Linked DNA regions of Triticum aestivum: region 1 is linked to region 2. Evidence: chromatin contacts called from public Hi-C data. All regions are on one chromosome and are shown on one strand. The core of a region is the stretch at or near the end of the contact, and the rest is flanking DNA. Distances in the headings are between cores, read along the strand shown.

Region 1 (3,682 bases), core at 716-3,215, 190 kb before region 2:
GTGAACTTTTTGAGAATCTATGAAATATTTTCAGAATAGATTAACTTTTAAAAAAACAATGACGTTTTTTTTCAGAATTCGTGAAGTTTTCTCAAATTCGTGAACTTTTCTCAAATTGACGAACCTTTTTCACTTTGTACGAATGTTTTGAAATTTATGAACTTTCTTCAAGTTCATTTTTTTATTTTGTATGCTTTTTTTATTTATATCATAAAATAATATGCATAACAAACTGGGTATATATTGCTCCTACATGCTAATGTTGTATTAAGAGAAGTCAAATAGAGTATTTTCCTCATAGTGGACAAGAAAGAGTAGGCGTCCTAGTGGTTATTGCCTAAAAGGTGTGAAGTTAGCAGGTAGGGATCGAATCCTGCTGCGAGCGCCAGTTGCGATAAGTAGCGCCGAAAGCACCGAACAGGAGCTCCCAACCACTAATTCTCAAAAAAAAGGAGCTCCCAACCACTTCTGTAGAGATCAGAGAGGAAAAACTGGACTGGGCCATAATGCAATGCAACAGAAAGAATGGACAGAAAGGCTAAGGCCAGGGGAATTCTCTGTACGCCGCTTACTGCGGCAAGTAGCCGCGGCTTCGCACGGAGCGCGGCTTATCCTGGGCCAACTCATTTACGGTAGTTTCGTTTCGCGAGATAAAAAACCGCAAACCTTAAAACCAGTTTTGCACCACCTCCTATAGACGTACAGGTCACGCCAGGCACCACGACTTAAAACAAGTTTGCGGAATAACAACGCTAAAGCTAAAGAACAAACAGCGGAGACAAAACTTAAAACCAGTTTGCAGAATTCCCAAAAAAATATTTGTTCCTTCTGCTAGTTTTTTCGGGTTTTCTTCACTGTCCTTTTCTGTTCTTTCTTTTTTCTCGTTTTATTTATTTTTATTTTCTTTATTGATATTACTTTACTTTTTCTTTTTAAGCTTTTTGAAAAGTTCAAATATTATTCAGAATTTTGAAAAATGTTCTTGTGGTCAAAATTTGTTCAATTTTTGAAATAATGTTCACATTTTCAAAATTTTGTTCACAATTTCAAAAAACGTTCCTGTTTTCACATTTTTTGTTAAAATTTGAAAAATTCTAAATTTTGTTCACGTTTTCAAAATGTTCTTCACAATTTCCAAAAATGTTTGGAAATGTAAAATCTGTTCATATCTTCAAAAAAAAATGGAGTTTTGTTCATGTTCTAAAGAATGTTCGAAATTTTATAATTTTGTTCATCTTTTCGAAAATTGTTCGCAATGTTAAAAATATATTCGGAATTTCCAAAGAAAATCATGTCGAAAAATGTTGGAGTTTCAAAATTTTGTTCGTATTTTCAAAAAGTGTTCACATTTTCATAAAAAATGTTGTGAATTTTAAATTTTGTTTTTATTGTGCAAAAAAAATTATTTCATATTTTGTTTATTTTCGAAACAAAGTTTTGAATTTATAAATTTGTTTGTGTTTTAAAAAAAAGTTTGGAGGTTTAAAATTCATATGTTTTCCTGAAATTTGTTCGAATTTTCAAATTTTTTTCAGAATTTCAATTTTTTTTCTCGTTTTTCAAATTTTGTTCCCATTTTTTTAAATATTGTTTCGTGGTTTCAAAAAATTACTCGCATTTTCGAAAGAAATTGGAATTTAATAAATTTTATCTGTTTCTTAATTTCTTTTGAGTAATGTTGAGTTGCGTTGCTTCTCTTTTGTTACCAGTCAGTCAGCTCGACTGGCAGGATTCTCCGTCCTCTACAGCAGCTCTCCGGACCGAATCCGGCTCGCACTTATTTTTCTCAGAGTTTTTGCGCCCGACCATACGGTAAGGGTTTGAACCCAATGGCCGGCCCAATCGGGCGAGGTCTGTGCGAACTGGGGGCTATTTGCGGCAAATAGGATCTCCCAAGGCCAGGTCCATAGCTGCGGACGGACGATATGGTGTCCCAGCCCATGGGGAATTGCGGCTTCTTTCGGCTGTTCCACCTGGGCTGAGCTGGGCCGGGCTGGGCTGTGCTACCCTGAAAGTAATGAGCGCCAAGTAATGTATGTATTCCTCGTGCGTTCCATGCAACAAATGGATAAAATATGAGATGATGAATCATTGTAATAGTTTTATTTCTTGTTCTTTTATCAACTTTAATTTTGAGACTCATAATCTCATCAAGTTTACTTGTAACCCAGGCGTAGGTAGACATGTTTGGTTGGGCAATATTCATGACCCAAACCTTGGACCTATATATGACCTTTGTTTTGGATGAAAAAAGATGGCGACAATTCTGAAAAAGAAAAAAGAAAAAAACTAATGGATAGAATTGATTTCCTGTCAAGCATACAACGTTGGTTCCTAATAAATAAAAAAGAAGAAGAAGAAAAGAAGAGCATCGAGTGTGTGTCCCATACATCACATGGCAGGCACCGAATATTGATCGATCGCGATCCGCAGGCTTTAAGGAAAAGATTTACTGCATTGTTGTAAATCATTTTTTTCTCCCTCGATCGCGATCAAATAAATCATGCATGTTGAAAAACCAACATCAACATGCTCTGTGTTCCCAGCAGCAATTTCTTCAATTTATTCAATTCACCAATCAATTCAACGAGGGAACACATACATCATCGACTTGGAGGATGGAGCGATTGCTAGGGCTATGGCTTGCAGTAGCATCCCCTGGCGGTGGCGACGTAGACGCAGCGGCCGCCGCCGCAGCCGTTGTAGTGGCAGGCGTCGCTGCAGGCGCGGTTCTGGGCCGCGTCCGCCGGGTCGCACAGCGCCTCCACGAACGTCTTGCCGCACCCGTGGTCCGACGCGTAGTCACCCACCCACGCACACCCTAATAATTTTATTAAGCAAAAAAAATGGTCAATGCAAGAAAATACAGAAGCATGCATCATCATCATCAATCAACATGCCCGCCGCCGCCGCCGCCAAGGTTTTACTTACTGGTAACCGTGGCGAGAGAGGCCACGAGGAGGAGGAGGAGCACGCCGGGGACGTCGCGCGCCGCCGCCGCCTTGTACCCGCACGCCATTGGATTGCTTAGTTTGGAGATGGGTCGATCGAGATTACTAGGGGCCGGAGAGGGAGGCTGCCGTGATCTGACACCAACCGATCGAGATTACTTGGCTAGCAAATCCAAGTTCGGCCTCTCATCTCGTGTTGATCAATCACAACAAGGGGATGATGAGATGAGGGAGACCTTTCATGTTGATCTGTTTATGGGCGAATTAATTCCTTCCAAAAATAACCTATATATTATTATTGCAAGCAGTAATTAGTAGCCTATTATATGTTGCGATCGAGGCCAATCCTTCCTTGGGTCGTCCTCTATAAGTTCTTGCCCAACTTACTAAAAGGTGGGACACATGGCACCGGCAGCAGTATATATATATAGGAAAATGGTTGTGTATTTCTGGGAGTACGTACTCTCGCTCCTCATATACCATATATATATATACCCAAGAAAAAAAGCTGGTGGCATCAACACCCATTTTATGTTAACTTCAAAAAAAAACACCCATTTTATGTTTGCACAATTCATACATACACTACATTGCATTGTTCCTTCTCAAACCACCCACCTCGCTCCTCCGGTGCCGATGGAAACAAGCAAAACCCATTGGCGCCTCCATTTGCCGGCGTTGTCTCCCGTGGCTCTCTCCTTCCCGTTCAACGAACCCCGCGTGTGAGGGGT
Region 2 (3,761 bases), core at 27-2,526:
GCCCAATGGGGTGGGGGATCCATGAGTCTCTCCAAATGCGAACAGATAGCCCATTACCAATGCGCCAGACCAAGCCCTTCTTCAATAGATCCAAGCCATGCACTATTGACTGCCAAGTTTGCGAAGCATTAGTGGAGAAGACTGTGTCCTCTAGTTTGCCAATCCTTATTAGTTCTCCTTCATCGACATGCACGCCATATTTCACCTGCCGCTCTACTGGGCCTGGCTATTATTGTTTCTTCTTCTTCATCCGCTTCCTCTCAATGGCATGTGGGGCCACGTCTTAACTAAGTTCACCTAGCGCCGAGGCCAGCATATCAGCAGTGACAGAAGGCTCCTGGTTCTGGCTTTTCGGCTTTCTCTTTTTCCCTTCATTTTGGTTTTCCAGTTTTTTCATTTTGCTTTTTTGGGTTCCTGGTTCATTTAATTCCGGTTTATTGGGTTTTTTGTTTTGCTTTTTCATGCAAAACCTAATTTTGAATATCTCATGTAACAAATCCAACATGAAAATGATTCGTGATTTGAACGCAAGGTTCAAGAGATAACACATTTTGGGGCAAAAATCTACTAAAAAAACTCTCAGATTGCACTGCATGTGCGCCACTTGTCCACACCAGAGAAGGTGGGAGTGGCTTTTGAGAGAGATACCCCTTAAATTAGTAAGGGACGACGGATGAGTTAATTGGTCCGGCACATTTTTCGGTAGCAAAACATACAAGACGTTTTGGTTTTCTTTTCTCCGCTGTTCTTTACATATCCTTTTTTATATTTATTTTTAATTCTTTTTTTTCAAAAAACCACACTGTTCTAAAACAATGGCCGCAAATTTGGAATATATTTGCCCTTTTGAACTATAATGTTCTGTTTTCCAAAAATGTTCGCAGTTTTGAAAAAAAAATCACATTTTAAAAACATTGTTCCGAATTTTGAAAACTACTCACATTTTGTTCGTAGCTTCAAAAAAGTATCAACATTTAAAAAATACATTTTAAAAATATTCGGATTCCAAAAAATGTTATTTTTTTAGAAAAAACTGATCAAAAATTGAAAAAAATTCACATTTTTAAAATTTTGTTCGCTTTTCCAAGAATGTTCCAAGTTTTTTCCAAAAAAATGTTCTCAGATTTTCTAAAATGTTTGCTGCAATGCCTTGTTCCAGCTTTGTAGATGCTTGGTCGATCTCTGCAGTACTTTCTTTTTTAAGAAAATCTCTGCAGTACTTGATCCAGCGCTACTGTGCATTTCCAAATTGCTTCCCTGTGCTATTAATGGGCCGGCCCACTCGGGCCCCTGTGCGAAAGGGCGACTACTTGTCGCAAGGAGCGGCATATAGGAGTTGCCGCAGTTGCGTGTACACAAATTTTTCTTCTTTTTATTACCACCCTTCCAATTTTAGTTCCAGATCCTATTCCCTGTATGGGTTGGGGAATAGCAAACACACGCAACCGGGAGCAACTAGTTAACGAGCGCTCCTTCGGGAGCCTCGCAACGATCAGCGTCACTTTGCGCGCTCTTAGCCATTCGTCACGTGTCGCGCTCTGGACGCTCCCTTTGAATTTTGTTTTTTTTTATTTTTCCGCACGCGTTTTCGGCTTTTTAAACGGTTTTTTTCTTTTTTTCGATGTTTTGTTTTTCCCCTGGTCTTTCTTAGCTTTTCGATAAAAAAAAATTGTGCAAAAAAATGCGTTTTATTTTTTTTCCTTTCATGAAAGTCACGGTTTTTCTTCCGCGAGAGGCACGGTTGTGCTTTAGCGAGAGTCACGGATGTGCCTTTCGGAAACGAAAAAAATGCGTTTCTGTTTTTTTTTCTTTCACGAGAGTCACGGTTTTGCTTCCGCGAGAGGCACGGTTGTGCTTTTGCGAGAATCACGGTCGTGCCTCTCGGAAAGGGAAAAACAAAATGCGTTTTCTGTTTTTTTTTCTTTCGTGGGAGTCACGATTTTGCTTCCGCGAGAGGCACGGTTGTGATTACACGAAAGTCACGGCCGTGCCTCTCGAAAGGGAAAAAATACGCGTTTTCTGTTTTTTTTCTTTCGCGAGTGTCATGGTTTTGCTTTCGCGAGAGGCACGGTTGTACTTTCGCGAAAGTCACGGCCCTGCCTCTCAGAAACGAAAAAAAAATGTGTTTTCTGTTTTTTTTTCCTTCCATGAGAGTCACGGTTTTGCTTCCATGAGAGGCACGGTTGTGATTTCGCGAGAGGCACGGGCGTGCCTCTTTCGGAAAGGGAAAAAACCATGCTCCTGGTTTGGTTTTTTTGCCCGATTTTTTCGTCCGGTTTTTTTCATGAAAAAAAAAGTTCGTCAAAACCTATCAACATGGGATCTAGTTTTGAAAAAGTATCAAAGCCAGAAATCCAATGGTGAAAACGGTTCAAGATTTGGACGCACGGTTTAAGAGGTAAAATATTTTGAATAAACGAATCTACGAAAAAAGGAAAAACTCACTATTTTGGGAACAGTTTTAAAATTGACGAAAAAAATATCAAAATCAAAGAACATTTTCTGAAATCTAGAGATATTTTTTGGAATACAAACTAATTTTTAAATTCATGAAGCTATTCCGAAATATGGGAATATTTTTTCAAATTTATGAAGTTTTTTGAAATTCATATGGGAATAATTTCGAATTCATGAACATTTTTTGAACCATGAAACATGTTTTCAAATTAGTAATATTTTTTTAAAATTATTAGTATGTCTAAAATTTGTGGACAGTTTTTTAAATTAGATGATGTTTTTTAAGAAACAGGAAAGTTTTTTTAGATTGGTGAACATTTTTAAAAACTTGTAAACATTTTATTAAGGCTTTTGTATTTTCATGCCCCTTGTTACTTAGTTGTGCTCTATTTTACCCCGCCCATCTAACATTCCCCGGGTTTTCCCTCCTCTAGTAAGCTCAACCTCATATATGTCCAAATGGGGCTTCCCGTCGGGTTAAAGTTGTTGACCGTTACTTAGCTTGGTTACTCAGCGTGGGACCCATGAAATGGTGACGGGTGGGGCTGGGTAGGAGACGACTGGGTCATGTCTCTCTAAAAAAGGGACCCCAAAAAGAGTCTCTCTCTCTCTCATTTCCCAACATAAGAAGAAGAACCAGAAGATAAGACTATGCTTCAGAGCTCAAAATGCATCATGGATTTTTAGAATTATTTCCTAATATATGAAGACTTATGGGGCAAGAATGGGCAAGAGGGGAACCACCAGAGGCTCACACACCCTGGTAGCGCCGCCCCCCCTATGGTGCGCCATGTGGCCGTATGGGGCCCCTGTGGCCCCTCTGCCAACGTCCTTTGGCTGTAAATTATACTTTGCCCTAGAAAAATATCACAGAAAATCCTCGGGACTTTCTGCTGCCGTCTGTGAGGCGGAACTTGCGTGGAGCACTTTTGCTCTTCGACATAGCGATTCTGTCGAGGAAATTTCTCTCCGGGAGGGGGAAATCGAAGCCTTCATCATCATCAATGCTCTGTTCATCGTGGGGATTATCCTCTTCATCGACACCTTCACCAGTACCATCTCATCTCCGAACCCTAGTCTTGTTACCAGCAATCATGTGAAGTTTATTCCTGTTCAATGTTTTAATATTATATTGTGTTATTCTTTCCTCTAATGGTGTTATGTGAACGTCGACTACATCACACTCCACCATCTTTGGACCTAGAGGAAGGCATTGTGAAATTAGTTTGTAGATGATGGGTTACAGGAGTGCTAGAAATTCAAACCCTAGATTGAGAATTATTCCATAAGGGTCTACTTTAGAT

The links. Hi-C and Micro-C count contacts between places; a contact is called where the count stands out from the background.
Region 1: a Hi-C map of an unstated tissue shows a contact between it and region 2, with 7 times the contacts expected there. The contact joins two enhancer-like sites. A contact is called at or near these places in 3 of 5 Hi-C or Micro-C datasets (leaf and an unstated tissue).

What each region holds. Positions count from the first base shown.
Region 1 is chr5A:660,968,039-660,971,720 of IWGSC CS RefSeq v2.1, reverse strand. No RefSeq gene overlaps it. Among protein-coding and RNA genes, the nearest start is that of LOC123108266, 26 kb to the right of the region's middle. Within about 2 kb of position 1,965, at least 5 of the 8 cell types and tissues checked have an H3K27ac peak or open chromatin away from gene starts, as enhancers often do.
Region 2 is chr5A:660,779,421-660,783,181 of IWGSC CS RefSeq v2.1, reverse strand. No RefSeq gene overlaps it. Among protein-coding and RNA genes, the nearest start is that of LOC123105750, 8.4 kb to the right of the region's middle. Within about 2 kb of position 1,276, at least 2 of the 8 cell types and tissues checked have an H3K27ac peak or open chromatin away from gene starts, as enhancers often do.